2 separate regions of the Capra hircus genome follow, and region 1 is linked to region 2. A link is a contact called in public Hi-C data. All regions are on one chromosome and are shown on one strand. The core of a region is the stretch at or near the end of the contact, and the rest is flanking DNA. Distances in the headings are between cores, read along the strand shown. Region 1 has its middle 26 kb from the start of PSEN2. Region 2 overlaps ITPKB (inositol-trisphosphate 3-kinase B).

Region 1 (6,567 bases), core at 677-3,176, 180 kb before region 2:
ATCTTTTCCCAGCATCAGGGTCTTTTTCAATGAGTCAGCTCTTCCCATCAGGTGGCCAAAGTACTGGAGTTTCTACTTCAGCATCAGTCCTTCCAGTGAATATTCAGGACTGATTTCCTTTAGGGTGGACTTGTTGGATCTCCTTGCAGTTCAAGGGACTCTCAAGAGTCTTCTCCAACACCACAGTTCAAAAGTATCAATTTTTGGTGCTCAGCTTTCTTTATAGTCCAACTCTCACATCCATAATGACTACTGGAATAAGTAGTCATATATATAAGTAGGATCACACAATTTTTGTTCTTTTGTGTCTGGCTCATCTCAATTAGCATAACGTCTTCAAGGTTCATCCATGTTATTACGTGTCAGAATTCATTCCTTTTTAAGATAATGATATTCCATAGTAAGGATGGACCACATTGTATTTATCCATCCATTCGTCAAAGGACACTTGAGTTGCTTCCATCTCGACTATTGTGAACAATGCTGCTATGAACATGGGTGGACAAATATCTCTTCGAGACACTGATTTCCATTCTTTTGGGCATATACCCAGAAGTGGAATCGCTGGATCATATATGTTTAATTTTTTTTGAGGAAACACCAAATTGGTTTCCACATAATGTCTGCACCATTTTACATTCCCATTAACATTGCATAAGAGTTCCATCCTCAGCAAGACATTTTCATTTCTCTCTTTCTTTTGGTCTTTCTGTCTCTTTTTAAAAAATTTTTCATAGTAGCCGTCCTGATGGCCGTGTGGTGGTATTCGCGCTTACTTTTTAAGCTTTTACAAAAATCCTGGTGTCTTTTAGTCACAATCTGATTTCCTTCAAATCCAAAGTAGGCACTTTAGAATCTTATTTGTATTGACCTATATCAGTTGTTCTTCTGTGCATTTTCTTTCTCAGAATGTATACAAAGGAGTACCTTCTCTGATTCAAGTGTACCTGAGCTGATATCTTCAGATAAGAGGACAATTTAGCCAGCAGAGACACCTGTCCCCATAGAGAGTACCTGGAATGATTAAGCCAGGTTTCCTGGTCTGGATGCCTCTCCTTCCTCTTATGCCATCCCCTGGAGACCTCTCCTAAATCTCTGATCTCCCCGTGAGAGAATAGCCTTCCCAAAGACAGATCTCTCTCTGTGGCAGTCTGAGGTGCTTGGATATATTTACAGATTATATGTTGTGTGTGGATTTTTTAGTAGTAGCCTGCTTTCCCGATGGCTCAGAGGGTAAAGAATCCACTTGCGATGCATGAGATGCGGCTTTGATCCCTGGGTTGGGAAGATCCCCTGGAGGAGGGCATAGCAACCCACTCCAGTATTCCTGCCGGGGAAATCCCATGGACAGAGGAGCCTGGCAGGCCACAGTCCATGGGATCTCGAAGAGTTGGACATGATTGAGCAACTACCGAGCCTTAATCTCCCTAAGAAATAATGAGAAGAGTCTAAAATCCAGTGATAATGGAAGGCACTTGTGAAAACAGTATGCCTTATGGCAGTGCATTCTAAAATCACATGGCAGCAGGAAAACCCAGGGAGCACAACTTTTCCTCTTTCTACCCCTAGTCAAGAATCTTAGGGAGGTGGCGTTTCCAGCGCCTTGTCACCCAACGTTTGTTACTACCTGGAGGGCATCTAGCCCTGTCAGTGTGTCTGCCCCTCCACCAGGGCTGTGAAGCGGCTTATTGCCACTAGAGGGCGTCAGGCTCCTGTGTGCGGATCATTCTGCGTCAATCCAGGGAGGCCTCCAGCTCCTTTCTGTCTGACTGCACCTCCTGCCTCTATTTTTAAGTCCTCCGTGTTGTCCTTGGGTATTCAGGCCTGGAGACCCCACTGAGCCAGAAACAGCATATTCTCTCGGAGACATTGGCCGAGAACCCCTCTAGAAGTCAAGTTCCTGCCGAAAATGGACTGTGAGGGTGGGGTAAAACAGATCACCTTTCACAGAGTACTCAAGGCCGATGAGGGTTGCGGGGGAAGGTGGAGAAGCCATGCCTTTGTCTCTTCACATTTTAAGTTCTCAAAACCAAAGTAAAATTTTAAAACAAAAAAAAAATTTCAGGATCCAAAGGAAGATGCATTTATCTGCTTTGCCTTCCTCCGTGGTACTTCCTAGTAAGCTGAGAAGCCATCCCCTCTGCTTCCTCACTGGATTGTGTGACCTCCTGGTAGCATTTGGACCATGCTGGTTTTAAGAGTCACCAGATGAAAGAGCAGACACCCAAGCCCCACACTGGGAGGTTCCAGCTCAGTAGGCCCAGGGTGTGGCCCAAGAATCTGCCTTTTTGGCAAACACCTTATTTTATTCTCAGGCAGTGTGCGTTAGCCGCTCAGTCGTGTCCGACTCTGCAACCCCATGGACTCTTTGCAACCCCAAACAAGCCCAGCAGGCTCCTCTGTTCATGGGATTTCCCAGGCAAGAACACTGGGTTGCCATTTCCTTCTCCAGAGGATCTTCCCCTCCTAGGGATTGAACCTGGGTCTCTCACATTGCAGGCAGACTCTACCATCTGAACCACCAAGGAAGCCCTGGTTTCAAACTTATTCTCAGGCAGAAGATCCTCAAACCACACTTGGAGAAAATTTCTTCTGGCCTGTGTCCTCTCGTGCCATTCACCCAATGTGAGAGTTCTAAGATAAGTTTTCTCTTCCGTGCAGGAATTCCATGCATTTTGCTGTTTTAGTTAGAGACCACTTCTTTGAGCCGCCTGGGCAACCCCCATCTTAGAGTCTGAAGTATGGTGTCTCCCGGCAGCCCCCACTCCAGTTCTTTTTTACTTTATTTTTTACTGCATTGGGTCTTAGTTGCGGCATGCCGGATCTCTCGTTGTGACATGCAGGCTTAGTTGCCCTGTGGCATGTGGGATCTCAGTTCGCTGACCGGGCCTAAAACCTGCATCCCTTGCATAAGAAGGCAGATTCTTAACCACTGGACCAGCAGGGACGTCCGCCCCCCACCCCAGTTCTAACCCCTGCTACCTATTCTGTCCTCAGCCTCCTGCTGCTGACGCTCTGTGACTCCCCTGGGCCAGGCGGTCTTCTAAAGGGCTCTCATTTATTTCACAGTTCTTGGGAGAAACCTCCTGGGCTAGAAGCGCCCAAATGAGGGTCTGGCTGTGCGTTTCCCTCCCTGCTGTAGGGGCTTCTCTCAACACCACCTCCAAACACACACATAGCGCACTGCACAGCCCTAACAGCTGCCACTGTTCTCTAAGGACAGCCCAGCAGCCAGTCTGCAGCTAATGTTCAGCCTTTGTATGGCGCCCCCAGCTCTAATGGTGCTTGGAAAGAGTTGATGTCAACACGTTTGAGGATCAATCATTACCCTCCTCGTGTCTGGGAGAGCCAGGATTAAGACTGCTGAAAAAGAAATCCACTTTGGAGAACCTGAAGCCCAAGCAACAGTTGGGAGGGGGGCTCCCGGCACTACTTAGTCTGACACAAATGGGGTCTTTCAGACACAGAAGCACAAATTGCTGCATCTTTGAAACACGAAAATGAACACACACACACATATACACACACACACGCACAGAGGTTGCCTAATTTCCCATTCCCTGACACTCCAGGCTCCCACCGTTCAGCATTTTCTTGCTTGCTGCTGCTGCTGCTAAGTCGCTTCAGTTGTGTCCAACTCTGCGCGACCCCATAGACGGCAGCCCACCAGGCTCACTCATCCCTGGGATTCTCCAGGCAGGAACACTGGAGTGGGTTGCCATTTCCTTCTCCAATGCATGAAAGTGAAAAGTGAAAGTGAAGTCGCTCAGTCTTGTCCGACTCTTAGCGACCCCATGGACTGCAGCCTACCAGGCTCCTCCGTCCATGGGATTACCCCAGGCAAGAGTACTGGTGTGGGGTGCCATCGCCTTCTTGCTTGATTCTCATACTAATACCTAAGCCTCCAGGTAGCAGCCCTTGGCTAATCTGCCCGGTGTCTGGTATTGAGATCTGAGACTAAATCTGCCACCAGTTTGTAATTACTGGGTACTGAGCCCCCGCATGACTGCAACATCAGAAGAAGCCTCTTAGAAGACTGCTCCGGGCCTGTCTTCTGAAAGGCCACTGTACCTGCTCTGATCCAGCACACACTCATAGGCGCAGATGGCAGCCAACAAAAACAGCTGCCTGGCACCTCCGAGAGATCCAGAGTTGCAGGGAAGGGGGCTCACAAGTTAGGCTGGCCCTAAAGAAAGGAGGTCACCACAGCTCAATGGTGATAGGACCTAAGGAGATTCACAAGAGACCAGTGCCATGAAGCCATCACTTACAATGAGAAATACGGTGCTCCAGTTCTATCAGCCAGATCAACTCAACAGACGTGGGTGGGGAATGGGGTGGGGGTGGGGCCTTTCTTTTGTGGGTGTTGTTCAGAGCAAGTATGGTAAGAAATACAATTCCAGGGTAAAGGGTAGGGGTCTCTGGTTGCGTTCAGAGTGGATATTCAGCAAAATACATACTCCATGACACCACAAAAGTTTTTTTCTAATTTATTTTTTGTCTGTGTCGTGTCTGAGCTGAGGCATTCGAGATCTTGCATTGCAGCACAGCAGCTCAGTAGCTGTGGTCTGTGGGAGTTGCATATGGGATCTTAGTTCCCTGACCAGGGATGGAACCCACATCCTCTGCGTTGGAAGGTGGATTCTTAATCACTAGACCACCAGGAAGTTCCTCCCAATGACTCCAAAAGTTATTAATTGCTGGATCTTTTCCTGACTGGTCAGTACCTCTGCCATATCACTTAAATAGTTTGAACATCACCCTCAACAACAGGTGAGTGTAATGCCTGCTAGGAGAGTCAGAGTTTCTAGAAGGCTGACAGATTTTTCTCCCCTGGACTACCTATAAATCCCACATTAGACTTCACAAGCTTTTACTCTTTGGTTAATTTAGTATCTAGCACATAGTAGGTGCTCAGTGGCACATCATAGGTGCTTATGATGTTGAGCTCAAGCAACCCATGGTGCCTGGCTGGTCTCTGCCACGTTTACCCTGGGCTTCCCTTTTCCAGGCTTCTGTGGTTGACCACTCCCCCAGCTGTGACATTGTTTCTTCACATACGCCAGGCTATCCTGGAAGGCCCCTGTCTTTCAGGTGGCCTTGCTGTCTCAACAACCAGTACTTGACTGAACACCTACTATATGCCAGGTTTGGGGGATATGGCAGTGAATAATAGTCATGGTTCCTGCCCTACTAGAGTCAAGTCTGAAGAGTGAATCAGGCATTGAACACATAACATGAGTGGTGTGGATGGAGAAGGGCCAAAGTTATGGGGGCACATGGCAGAGGATTTGCTCGGCTCCTTGGAGGAAGTAATGTTACAGCTGAAATTCGGTAAGTTCTTTGGGTGAAGGGAAAGAGCAGAGACATGTGACTCAGTCGGTAAAGAATCCACCTGCCATGCAGGAGACCTGGGTTCAATCCCCGGTTGGAAAGATCCCCTGGAGAAGGGAATGGCTACCCACCCTAGTGTTCTTGCCTGGAGAATCCCATGGACAGAGGAGTCTGGCTGGCTACAGTCTGTGGGGTCCCAAAGAGATGGACGTGACTGAGTGACTAACACTGCTTTCAGGCCAGAACTACATTTCCCAGGATGCTTTGTAGCTAGAATGCAAGCATGTGACCCAGTTTCCATCAATCAGGTGCAGCTTTGTGAGAGAGCACAAAGGAACTCTCTCCTAGCTGCTGAGGGGGGCACTCATTTGGATCTCAGGATAGCCGGGGCAGAGGTGGGGTAGCCTCTCTATCTCCATATCTGAAGTGCCAATGGCACCTGCAGTCCAGTCATGGTGGGAAGGTGATTTGCATATTGTTCCAGGCTGTAGAGCATTCCATAAGCCATACAATATCCTTCAGTAAATCAGTTTGCTAGTTAACCTTGCAATGGGGATTTTTTTTTTTTTGGTTCTTGTTGTTTGCAATTAAGGGTTCTGAATGATAGATTACTTCATGGCATGATGGTAAGTCGTTGGTCAATTTTAGCAGCTGGAAGGTGAAGCCTTTTGCTTTTCTAGCCAGGCAGAATTGTGCTGGAGGAACAGGAGTGAATACCACAGTGTACATCAATCCCAAATACAGCTGCAGAGCCTCGGGGAGACTGCCCAACAGCTGGTCTCCTTTAAGCCCTGAGTGGCCGTGGAGAGAGACCTCGGTCCACATGAGTAAGGAAAGCTTCAGATGGGTTTTTGGTGGCTGCAGAAGGGGCCATCTGGAAGAGGCGAGGGATTACTCACATGGTTTCCTCAGGCACAGGAGAGGGAGCTGCGGGAAAACACCCTTCAGAGTCAGTTTCTCGCAGGGCTGGGTGGCCAGTCCCCATTTCCGGTTTGGGGAGACGTGCCTGAAGTGTTCCTGACCTTTCTGGGGCTGGGAGCTCTCGGGGATGAGGCAGCCCGCTGTGAGCGGAGCCGTGACACGCATCCCGCTCCCAGGAGCCCGCGCTCAGCCTGGAACACTGTCAGGGAGATGACAGATGCGCCTTCTCCGCTGGGCTGGCTTCGGATGAAGTCATCCTTTCCCTCTGGACTCTGTCAGGGTTAGTGCTTGGGCCTTCCGAGTCACTTGACA
Region 2 (6,126 bases), core at 2,010-4,509:
TCAAGGGCACACAGCGAGGAAAGCAGGGGAGCTGGGGCTCACACCCAGGGGGCCTGCAGCCTGCTGGTCCCTGCACTTCTAGGCCTGGCCAGCGCTCCACCAGGCTGAGACTGAGGGAGGGAAGTGTGCGGGGGACGGGGGTGAGATGTCTCATCACCCTCCCCAGCGGGAACTCACGGGCTCTCTGAGCCTGGAGGTGGTGGCAGAGGTTCGTGACAGATGACTTCATTTGCAGTTAGCAGGCTGGACAGATGCTCTGAGCACTGGGATCATGTGAGGTAGGGCGTGTTGAGCCCCCACACCCCAAGGACAGGGCACCCTGTGATGATCAGGGACTTCACTACACCAGGGAGGTGGGCCCTGGAGCCCTCCTGAGGGGCACCTTCTCCTGCATGGGCTCGCCAGGACTGCTGAGCAGGAGGGCTGGACCCAGACAGCCCTTCTCTAAGGAGACTCAGCACCGGCTGGTACTGGGCAGTCTCCCTCCAGCCTTTTCCAGCCGAGAGACTTTGGCCTGTGGTAATAGCTGAGGCTTCAGTCATGGGACAGGTGCCCCAGCTCAGCAGAGCTGCTTCAGAGTGCACGATGCCCCTGCCTGGACAAGAGGGGTTTATTCCTGGCACTGAGCCCCAGGCTGGCGCTGCTGCACATGGGCGTCGAGGGGACCCTATGTGCCTGTGTGCGGCGGGCTTCCCTCCTCGCAGCCCCCCGGGAGGGTGGACACCCCAGGGCGAGCACAGCTCTGCGGAGAAGCCACTGGCAGAGAGATCTGTGGCTTTGGCTCTTTCATGCTGTTCTTTTCAAAAGTTCAGGGCACTGAAGTTTGCGTCAGGAAGTTCGCACCATGGCAACCGGGCTCCCTGGGTGCTGCCTCCACACTGCTGGCATTCCAGAATAGACTTAACCCCTGTGCGAGGGGCTCCTGGAACTGACTCCCCTCCACCCCAGCACCTCCTGTCACGAAGCAGTGTGGAGTAAAGGAAGCGTGGGACCAGGGCCCCAGCTGCCCTGCCTTTATGGGGCCTCAGTTTTTTCATTTCTAGATGAGGAGCTTGAAATAATCAGAGTGTGAGGACCCTCTCACGCTGACCGTCAGTAACTCTTAACAGGCTAAATGACACCTAACCCCACCACACACATACACCCCCCCCCCCCCGATATATTTAAAAATCTGGGCATCTCTCTGTTCTCAGATTGCCTACCGGGACAGGCTGAAGGACATCCGGGCCACCCTGGAAATCTCTCCCTTCTTCAAGTGCCACGAGGTAGGTGTCAGGCGTTTGTCCTCAGGGGCGGAGACCTGTGCTGTGTGGTGGGCCATGACCTTGGGGCGCGCCTGCCTGAGTGGTGGGCCTGCCCCCCACGCTAGCAGACCTGCTCCCGAAGCCCGAGGGTCGTCCTTAGGCTGACTGCAGCTGGGTCAGGTCCCTCACTCCACGCGGGAACCACACTGCAGCCATCTGCCAGGTACCCTAGGACGGCCACAGGGCCTGCGAGCTGTGGTACCATCGCCCTCTCCTCCCTCTCCCTCCCGACCGCGGGGGCTCCTCCGTTCTGAGTGGCTGTGGCAGGACTTGTGTCTCCCACACCCGAGGATCTCTGAGCTGCTGCAGTAGCCAAGTAGCCCTCCATCACCACCCCGAGATCTTCAGGAAGGGCGGGCAGGTCTTGGGGTGCCACTCTGGAGCAGGGCTCCTGCCTCCCTCTGCGGGCAGAGGGCAGCACCCAGGGAGCCTGAGAGAGAGAGGATTTGGGGACTGACAGCAGTACCCGGAGGGGTTCACAAGACCCTGACTTGCTGGGGAGCCCAAGCCCACGTGTGAGCGTCCACACACACACACACAGGGTCTGCCATCCTGGATGTTCCTCCCTGGCTCTGTTCACACTGCGGGTGGTCTTGTTCTGGATCCCATGTACTCTGCCCTTGGCATGGCCTCCCTCCTGGGCTCAGCTGCCCAGGAGAGAATGGGGTCATGGAGCTGAGGGCTCTGGGCCTCACCTGAGTGCAGCTCTGCCCGCTTCACACTGAGGTCTCTGACTTTCCCGAGCCTGGTCTGCAGCAGGGTGAGGTCAGGGCGGGGCCTGGCCCTTCCCAGCCTCATCTCCTTGCTCCCCTCCAGGTCATCGGCAGCTCCCTCCTCTTCATCCACGACAAGAAGGAACAGGCCAAGGTGTGGATGATCGACTTTGGGAAAACCACGCCCCTGCCCGAGGGCCAGACCCTGAAGCACGATGTCCCGTGGCAGGAGGGGAACCGGGAGGACGGTTACCTCTCGGGCCTGAACAACCTCATTGACATCCTGACGGAAATGTGCCCCAGTGCCCCGCTCGCCTGAGGCCACCCTCCACCCCGCCTCACCACCGCCCTGGCCTCTTCTCGCCCTTGCTTTCCTTCTCCTTCTGAATTTTTCCTTCATGCCCCCACTGGGTGCAAGCCCCAGAACTGACCCTCCTGATCGATCGGCACTACAAGACACTTTGTAGAAGAGATGAGATTTTCTAGTTACTTCCTAATTGAAGGGCTTGGAGCTGGGGATTCCACTTTCTTTGTCAGTAGGATCTCCTACTGGCAGAGAAATGCACAAACCCAGGCTTGGCCACCTGCTGGGTGACCAGTAGGGTCTAGAGCTGGAGGGAGGCTCAGGCAGCCATGGAGTTCCTGGCTCCAGAGGGGACCCTAACAGAAGAGCGCCCCAGCCTCTGGGCAGGTTACCTGTGGGGGCCTGCTGCCCCCTGGTGGCTGGTGCGGATGATGGCACTGTTAGATGTGGCCTTACCCTTTGGGGATGGGCTGACTGTTGCTCTGGATGTAGTGGCCTGCTGCCAGGCTTTCTGGTGTTTGGGGCACAAAACCACTGGGAACAGAATGTCGGCCGTGAATGAAAGACTCTCTGCTTATCAGCTGAGGGACTCCTAGAGATGCCTTGGTGGCCTTTGTAGGTCTGCCAAAGCAGGGACCCCTCCCATTGGGTATTGAAACACCCCAGCACTGGGATAGACCCGGGATCCAAAAGTCCCAGGTCCAACTTGACTGTGCGCTTGACATTGAGCTTCCCGGGAGGGCACAGGCCGGAGCTTTGTTCTTCCTTCTGTGGTCTTGGCATGAATTCAGGGGGACATTCTGCAAACCTGAGCTTTCAGAGATGTCCCCTGACCCCCAGGGCCTTCCACATGTGCCTCCCACCTGTGCCTCCCACTCCCCTCCTTACTTTGAGAGGTCCTGAGGGCTGGATGGCAGTGGGCCAGGGCCCAGGCAGCCCCAAGGGAAGACAGAACCTGCAGAGGACACTCCTCTCCTGTCCTCTCACCTCCCCGCTTCCTAGTGCCAGCTGGTCCCCCTGATGCACACCCGGGGCTCTCATGAAACCCAGAGTGTCCAGCAGTTATGGGGGCAGAGCCTCAGGCCAGTACTGAGCAAGGAGGAAGCAGGACATTGGCTCACTGGCATCATTTTCCCCCTGAAATAGCAACCTGGAGGGCTTAGACCCATTTCCCAAATGTGGTGTGGGCAGCTTCCAGAATATGTGGAAGGTGCCAGGCATCTCTTCCTGGGGTTACTAGGTTGTTTGAAGATTCATAGGGAACCACTTGTAATCCATATTTTAGTTGTAAAGCAAGTAGGTCTGTATTATTGAGAAGGATGTAAATCTCACATGACTTTTAAAGAACAAAACTCCAGCTCTGTGGCCAGTTGGTGCTGTGGCCCAGTTGCTCACCTGTGCTGCAGGAGGCTGGACCCATTGCTCTGCAGGGAGATGCTCCAGGGACATGTGGAGTGGGTGTGTCCCCAGGTGTGTGTGCCTGGAGGACCAGTCCACAGTGGGGGGCTTCCTGGGCTGCCCCCTGTCACCCAGGGTCTCTGGGGGAACTGTCAACTTGCCCACGTGACTTATGTTTCCCTTTTCATCCTGGGTGAGTGACAGTTGGTGGGGGCAGAGGGTGGGACACACGAGGATGTGTAAGTACAGATTTTAAAAAAGGAAATCACTTTTCAACTTCCTGGCTCTTGTTCAAAACAGCAGTGAGCTCCAGTGTGGGCTGACTTGCTAAAGGTCACACCCCCGCCTGGCTGAGCACTGGAGAGCTCGTGACACCACGTGACCCTAGAAGGCAAAAGTGCCCAAGTCAGCTCGGGGTCTGAGAGCTGTGGTCAGCTGGGTCAGAAGGGACCCCGGGGGTCTGTGCTGCAACTGTCTGGGACATCATGAGTTCAGATGTAAAGCCCCCACTAGGGGCTGGCCGAGTTACCCTCATTCTATCTATGAAAAAATGTTTGTTAAGCAAAATAATGCTATGAACAAAAATTACAGGGGACCAGCTTAACCAATTGAAGAGAACAAACTTTCCAAGCACTTTAAGCAGACGCCAGTTGTTTGCAAACAGTGTGCTAATATACAAGTAATTTGTTCATTAAAGGTGCCCCAGAGGGCCTCCTCTTGGCAGTTCTTTGCTTTGGGTGACAAGTATATATGTGAATGGAAGAAAGTGGTATCTCTGTGGGGTTATTCTATTACTTAGGGGTTTGAGGGGTTTGTATTTCCCGTGCTATTTCTCCTGCACACCTCCTCTCTCGCACCCCATTCTCCCCGCTGTCCCCCACTCCTCTGTTGTCCAAGCGGGATGGATGGATCCTGGAATGGGATTCAGGCAGTCTGGAAACCTCCCCCCAGCCAGCCCGGTCCAGGTGGGGACCCCCTGGGTCCTGGCCCTGCAGGTGTCAGGAGGGAGGGACGAGGTGTGCACACCTGCACACAAGTGGGTGGCCCCGTGGGGCCCTGGGGCTCCTGGGGTTCAGCACTGCTCAGCAGTGGAGGGTGGGTTCTCAACTGCTTGTCCCAAATGTGCTTTCAGTATCATGTAAGAGGTTTTTAAGTTATATTTATTTTGTGGGTTTTTCAATTGCACAAAACACTAAGTCTGAGAGGCTGGATGTTGTTTCTCCTTTAAAGCTCTGCCTTCTTTCTGAACGTCTTTTCCCACCCAGTGGAAAGAGCCCGGATGTAGCCTTGGCTACTGTCCCCCTCCCCTCCCTACTCCCCACGGACTCTCCACCGTTAGCTGTATTTAGCTTTGAGTTTCTCTGCGTCTGGTCAACCCCCGTGTGTATATAACCCAGGCCCTTGCTTAGGAAGAAGCAAGGTGCTCACCCCCTGCCAGTGCCTTTTTCTGGAGAGGAAGACTCCCCTAGGTGTTCTCCTTTCCTCTGCACCCCTCTCCTTGCCACACCATTGGAGAAAACTGAGCTGTTACAGACCCTCGCAGCGTGCCTGTCAAACAGACTTTACACGCCCTGTACCTTCCTGAATAAAGGCCCTAGAGACCATGGTGCTGGGCGCCATCTGTGTGCTGTCCTTACCACCCCACGACCTTGAGGGGTGTCTGGGGGCGGGGGCAATGGTATCTTTGTAAATTGGAGGATATGACAACTCCCAGGTGTGGGGGTCAGATTGGGTAATATTTTAATCAGCAAAGGATTTTAAACACTTTTCAAAACTCTTTTCTACTGTTCCCATGAAAACTTCACATAGTAGCTCAGGGATGAAGCCACAGTATGCTCCCCGGCGGAGCTGGCAGAGCTGCCAGCAGCCTTTGTTTATGCAGCCTGGCTCTGGGTGCTCACGTCTCTAGTCCCCTTGGATCCCAGTATCAGCTCTATGAGTAAAGCTGTGTAGTCTACCAGTGGGGAAACTGAGGCTTAGAACAAATGCCTTGTCCTGGGTAATAAGTGGGAAGCAGGGATTCAGATCCAGAATTTGCCTGTTTTCAAAACCAATTCTGTCTTCTCCCTCCCTGGGAGGATGTCTGGAGGGCAGAGAGCTTGTCTTGTCTTTGCCACGCATCCCAGGCACTGAGCACCAAGCCTGGCATGAAACAGTCCCCCAGCGAGGGTCTGGTGGGCTAATGCACGGCCGTGGGGCTGGGTTGGCCGAGGAAGACCATGGAGAGCAGGAGCCCTGGCAGTACTTCAAGGACTCGACGTGCCCTTCCCTTCAGGCCTCTCCCAGCTCTGGATTGCTGGCACTTCATTTGCAGAACCCAGCGTTCTGTATCCAGGGGGCTGGTTCATCCTTATCATTTTGAAAAATTACAGGACAAAAGCACAAAGCAGCCACAGTGCCTTGGCAC

Evidence for each region. A called contact is a pair of places that touch in the nucleus more often than the background predicts.
Region 1: a Hi-C map of blood shows a contact between it and region 2, with 9 times the contacts expected there. The contact joins two enhancer-like sites. A contact is called at or near these places in 3 of 5 Hi-C or Micro-C datasets (all in blood).

What each region holds. Positions count from the first base shown.
Region 1 is chr16:28,375,545-28,382,111 of ARS1.2, reverse strand. No RefSeq gene overlaps it. Among named protein-coding and RNA genes, the nearest start is that of PSEN2, 26 kb to the left of the region's middle. Within about 2 kb of position 1,926, at least 2 of the 5 cell types and tissues checked have an H3K27ac peak or open chromatin away from gene starts, as enhancers often do.
Region 2 is chr16:28,197,759-28,203,884 of ARS1.2, reverse strand. It overlaps ITPKB (inositol-trisphosphate 3-kinase B), which reads left to right. Exons shown (of 8, transcript XM_018060231.1): 7 at 1,194-1,265; 8 at 2,121-5,327. The coding sequence ends at 2,336. Among named protein-coding and RNA genes, the nearest start is that of STUM, 87 kb to the right of the region's middle. Within about 2 kb of position 3,259, at least 1 of the 5 cell types and tissues checked has an H3K27ac peak or open chromatin away from gene starts, as enhancers often do.